Regions from separate parts of the Sus scrofa genome. Here region 2 is linked to region 1. Evidence: chromatin contacts called from public HiChIP or PLAC-seq data. All regions are on one chromosome and are shown on one strand. The core of a region is the stretch at or near the end of the contact, and the rest is flanking DNA. Distances in the headings are between cores, read along the strand shown.

Evidence for each region. HiChIP or PLAC-seq counts read pairs in DNA pulled down with a chosen protein or histone mark.
Region 2: an H3K27ac HiChIP or PLAC-seq map of skeletal muscle shows a contact between it and region 1. The contact joins the enhancer-like site here to the promoter of REV3L in region 1. A contact is called at or near these places in 4 of 47 Hi-C or Micro-C datasets (fetal heart ventricle, fetal skeletal muscle and skeletal muscle) and 1 of 2 datasets of contacts at active chromatin or transcription factors (skeletal muscle).

The regions. Positions count from the first base shown.
Region 1 is chr1:77,399,117-77,401,880 of Sscrofa11.1, reverse strand. REV3L (DNA polymerase zeta catalytic subunit) reads left to right here and starts at 1,330. Exons shown (of 33, transcript XM_021091241.1): 1 at 1,330-1,921. LOC102167874 reads right to left here and starts at 1,784. Exons shown (of 5, transcript XM_021084615.1): 1 at 1,485-1,784; 2 at 1,182-1,344; 3 at 972-1,009. The coding sequence starts at 1,784. LOC110260596 (a long non-coding RNA gene) reads right to left here and starts at 963. Exons shown (of 2, transcript XR_002343829.1): 1 at 868-963.
Region 2 is chr1:77,458,958-77,461,726 of Sscrofa11.1, reverse strand. All of the region lies in intron 3 of LOC102167874, which reads right to left. Among named protein-coding and RNA genes, the nearest start is that of REV3L, 60 kb to the right of the region's middle. Within about 2 kb of position 1,301, at least 12 of the 83 cell types and tissues checked have an H3K27ac peak or open chromatin away from gene starts, as enhancers often do. A contact at or near this core is called in fetal skeletal muscle and skeletal muscle, where this site is marked.

The DNA of each region.
Region 1 (2,764 bases), core at 81-2,580:
TGGTATATTTCAAACTTGAAACCACGGTTCTGTCTCCTACTGCTTAAATCTTTTTGTTGGGAAGATTTGTGGATTTTTAAGAGGAACTCTCGTTTCACAGATGAAGAAACTGAGGCCCCAAGAAACCAATTTATTTGTCCAAGGTCACACCCAATATTAGGGATCAAGTCAGACAAAACGCCAACGGTTCCAATAAAATGGCCAACCCAGCCCCATCTGCTCCTACCCTTTTTTTCTGGATTTCACAACTGCACCCCTAGCCCCCCTCCTTTCTGGATAAAGTTGTTTTGTCTAACGGTTCTTCCCCGCCCGCTCCCTTTTGCTTTTATGCCTTAGGGTAGTAAAACCTCACACCAACTGTTAATGAATAACATTGTGAGCCCACATCTGACGCAGTGACTTTCAGGGGCTTTTTCCCTGGCCGAAGATTTCGCTGAAAGGTTCTTAATCCTACATTCCGCCGGGGAAGAGAGGAGAGGGAGAGGAGGAGGGAGGTCACCGGGAAATGACAAGTCCGTACATGTTCAGGCGCGCGCCCAGGACGCAGCCTACCGGCCCCGGGGAGGAAACTAGGCGGGGGATACTAAGGCGAGAAGAAAGGAAAGGGGCGGGAGAAAAACACCGTGGTGGGAAATCCCTGTGCACTGGATCTGCCAACCCCTGGCAAAGCCGAACATAGCCGAACGTGAATAAATCTCATTAAGCTGCTGGGCGCAGACACTGCAGCACCACGAAGGAGGGGGCGCGGCGGCTCGCGCCGTACGTCCGGGAGGGAGCGCCGGGGCGGCCCTTTTATAGGCCGCAGCCCGCGCTCAGGCGCCCGCCCCTCGCACCGCCCCCGGGCCACGCGCGGGTCTGCCGCGCTACCTGAGAAGGGCTGTTGGTGTCAGCCGCTCACCCTCCCGCGAGGCCGCGGCGGCACGAGATCTGCGCCTTGTCTCCCCGCCCCCCCCGCGGGCGGGTTCTCTTACCTTGTAAAAAGCTGTTTCCGCGGCTGCCCCCGCCTTCTCTGCAGGATGTGAAATGGCGGTCGGCGAGGCGAGCGCGAGCACTGCGGCTCAGGCCAATCCCTCCTCGCCACCAAAACGGCCCTGAACACTGGCGCCCCCCTCCCGCCAGGCCCTCGGAGCCCATCCATGACATCGGCGCTCCGCCCCCCCCCCTCCTCCGCGGCCCCTCACCCAGGTGGCCGTGCCCACCGGCCGAGTCATCGATCCCCCCAGCCGGTCGCGAACCCAGCTTGACGGCAGCCTCCTCCCTCGCCGCTTGCCCGAGGGCGGGGGAGAAACCACCTTCTCGACCCCCGCCTGGGTGTCCCGGTCGGGCGCCCGCCCAGCTCCCTCCCTTTCCCGCCGCGTCCCCTCCCCCAACTACTCACAGCCCTCCCTTCGCCACACACTCAACCCCCTTCTCCCCTCCCCCAGTGGTTGCGTCCGTGACATCATCATCATGGCAACAAGAGCTGCAGCCTGGGACCGAGGAGCCCGTGTGATTCCCGGCGGCGGCGGCAGTGGTGGCAGCACCAGCAGCAGCACCGACGAAAGCGTGAGGGCTTCTCTCCTGTCGCCCCTCGCCGGGTGCTCCTGAGGAGGCGGCCGCCTTGCCACACAGCCCCGCCCGCCGCCGCTGCTCGCGTTGTCGGAGTGTGAGAGGAGGGGGCCGAGCCGCGGAGGGGAGGGGGCGCCGCCGCCACCGTTGCTGTGGGGCCGCCGCTGCGGAAGGAGCCGCCGCTGCCAGGTCGCTAGTGAAGAGAAGGCGGTGGCGGCGGCGGCGGCGGCGAACATGTTCTCAGTGAGGATCGTGACTGCCGACTACTACATGGCCAGCCCGCTGCAGGGGCTGGATATCTGCCAATGCCCCCTCACCCAGGCCCCTGTCAAGAAGGTGCCGGTGGTGCGAATCTTCGGAGCGACCCCGGCAGGTAAGCGGGCGCGGGGCGCGGGCGTGAGCGGCGGGCGCCGGGGCAGCCCTCCCCGCCGCGCACTCGCGCGCACGCCACCGGCCCTTTCGGCGGACGGCTGCCGCGACTTCCCTCCCCTTCACCCTCGTCGCTTTTCCTCACGCGCGTGACAGAGGCGCAAAAATGTGGGTCCGCGCGAGCGCGACGGCCCTCCCCCCATCCAGCCTGTGGCGGGGAGGCGGCGGGCGCCGACTGTTTACACTGCGTGCGGCGGTCGCTTGCCGAGTCCGCATACGGGGTCGCGGGCAGGCGGGCGCCGCTCTCGCCCCGGAGGACTAGCCGGGTGGCCGCGCCGCGTCCTCCTCGAGTGGGTGCGCAGGGCTGCGCTCTGAGATCGGTCGCTGGTGGGGCACCCTCTGCGTCTCCCAAGTGCCCCTTGCTGGCAATGGCCTTAGGTCGTGTGGGGAAGTGTCACCTCTGTCGTCAGTCCTTCCTCGTCGCCTTTTCTCAGCAGCGCTCTCCTCTGCCCTTTCTGGAGATGCCGAGGGCTGAAGGGGGGCGCCTGGGGCCAGCGGATCTTTCTCATTGAAGTGACCATGTGGTTCTGCTGTGAGTGCAGTCATAACTCCTTAGAGTTGAAAGCCTCAGAGTCGGAATAGGGCTGCCTCCCCAGGTGCATGGCTTTCAGGGAAACGTGTATCCACGGAAGTAGGAAATGCGTGTTTATGTTGCCTAACATAAAACATCCCACTTAATAGCGTGAATATCTTAGGAACCACAGCTAAACCCAGCGACGCAAACATTAAAGAAAATGCCTCTCTGCTGGGTTGTAGGATTACATTTTAAATACACATACGTTTAAGA
Region 2 (2,769 bases), core at 52-2,551, 60 kb before region 1:
AATTTCCATGAAAGGGCATATGTGGAGTTTGAGCCCAAGCAACTGACTCCAGCATCAAAGCTATGATCACTATGCCATTTGTCTGTAACATTAGAGTCACCAAGGAGCATTCCAAAACTGTTTGTGCCTGAGTCCCACCCCAGAGAGTCTGATTTAATTGGTCTGGGTTGGGGCCCAGGCAGGGACTTTTTTTTAATTTTTATTTTTTAAATTTTTATTTATTTTTTGTCTTTTTAGGGCCACACCCAAGGCATATGGAGGTTCCCAGGCTAGGAGTCAAATCAGAGCTGTAACTGCCACCCTACACCACAGCCACAGCAACGTGGGATCCGAGCCAAGTCTGTGACCTATACCACAGCTCACGGCAACGCCAGATCCTTAACCCACTGAGCGAGGTCAGGGATTAAACCTGCAACTTCATGGTTCCTAGTCGGATTCGCTTCCACTGTGCCACAACAGGAACTCTGAAGGTTTTTTTTTTAAAGCATGCAGATGATTCTACCACAGTCAGGTTGAAAACCCCAATATGTAACACAGTCTCTGTGCTTAAGTATAGCACACAAGTCAGCTGCTAGGAAGTGGTGGTGAATTCAAATCTGTATTGGTCTAGAGTTTGGTTCATTGCCTTCACCTTGATCACTACCACTTTCACTCCAGTACCACCTGACAATTTTCACAGAATATTTCAAGACACAAAAATAAAGGTTCCCAGTTAGCATATCTATGAAAGATGTTGCTTTCAAGAAATGTTTTCTTGGAGTTCCCGTCATGGCACAGTGGTTAACGAATCCGACTAGGAACCATGAGGTTGTGGGTTCAGTCCCTGGCCTTGCTCAGTAGGTTAGGGATCCGGCGTTGCTGTGAGCTGTGGTGTAGGTCACAGACTCAGCTTGGATCCCACATTGTCGTGGCTCTGGTGCAGGCCAGTGGCTACAGCTCCGATTTGACCCCGAGTCTGGGAACCTCCATATGCCACGGGAGCGGCCCTAGAAAAGGTAAAAAGACCAAAAAAAAAAAAAGAAATATTTTCTTGATTTCTTAAGTCATCTAAAACTGTCTTTTTCTTCTCCTCCTCCTCTTTCTTCCTTTTCATTTTTAAAGGTTTGGCCTCTGGAAAACATTCCAAGTATAATGGCAAAACATCTAGTTTTCCTATGAGCTTATAAAATGAAGTGGTTCTTCAGAGTAAACAAAAGATCTTTTCATCTAAAATTTTAATTGACACCAATTCAGCTCCCTGGGAATTAGTTCCAATGTTTGGCTCAGGTTTCTGGCACTGAGCACTGGGCCCTGGCCTCAAGCCTGCACTCGGTCACCTTACATCTGCACCTCAGGGCTTCTCGCCAAGAAGCTGGTCTCATGGCAGCACTACCCTATGGCTTAACATCCGAATGTTGAGCCTTGATACCCAGCCTGGCTGAAAGCAGGTCAAATGACTGCAACTCTGTTTAGCAAACAACTTAACAGGAGTCACCTGATGAACGATGGTAATACCTCTGACATTTCTGGAAGAAAAGAGAACCGATTTTCATTAGTTTGTCTAGGAACAGAGAAGGGTGTTTCTTAAAGTTTCATTTACAGCCAGAAATGTGTGGATTGATATAACCAACACATAAAAGGGGAAACATCTGTCACTTCTATTTGTAGCCATGTTTGTAGCAGCTCTTTCAGAAAGGAAGACTAGAGACCAGCTATCCTGGTCTGGGGGCTCTATAGTTGGGCTGTTCAAGATGGCTGTTCTCTCGCTCTCTCTACATCCCCTGCTCGACCTGGCCCTGCTTCATCCACATGACTATCCAATCTTCTTAATTACAGAGCTTAATTAGCCCTGGTAACTGATGAGCTCCTGGACGTAGATTCCCTCTATAAATGGCAGCCTCCTTCTCCCACAGGTAGTGAAGAGTGTAGCTATGTCCTGCCCACACGGTTGGGTGTGATCCAGGACCCTTTGTGGAAGATCCAGCTAGCCAATAAACCGTCGATGCTTCTGTTGCTCCCAGCTCTTTCTTCAGCTTCAGGCTGGGCAGTTACTAGGCTTGCAGGCCCATGGGGTGCAGCCCGAAAGGAGCAAGGCAGTGTCTGAAATTTGGTCTTCCCGCTAACCAGGTGGGTTTGGGCAGACAACTTAATCTCTTTGTGCCTCAGTTTCCTCATATATAAAATAAAGTTTGGGCTCATTAAATGAACTCTAAATCTGAGTCCTAAAATTGTATCACATGTATGAATATATATTTATAGTTCTTCTAATTTGGTGTAACCACTTGAAACTTCTTACCAGAGAAAATTTGAATTTGTAAAAATTGAGGTTGACATTAAAGAGGGAATTTAAGAACAAGGAATTGCAGAGTCTTCGCTGTAAGAAGCTAGATAGATAATATATTTCAGCTTCCTCATTTTATCTTCTCCCTCTTTGTCTTTTTCTTTCCTTTCTTCTATTTTCAACAAATATTTTATGAGTTCTGGAACACACCAGGCACTGAGGTAAGTGCTAGAGACCAAGACTGAGTCCTTAGCCTTAAAGAACTTCCAGGACAATAGACACAGACAAGGGAGCAGGTAATTAAAATAGAATGAGGAGATTTCCCATTGTGGCACAGCCAAAACGAAACCACCTAGTATCCAGGAGAATGCGGGTTTGATCACTGGCCTCACTCAGTGGGTTAAGGATCCAGCATTGCCACGAGCTGTGGTGTAGGTCACAGAAGCAGATTGGATACCACATTGCTGTGGCTATGGTATAGGCCGGTAGCTATAGCTCGGATTCAACCC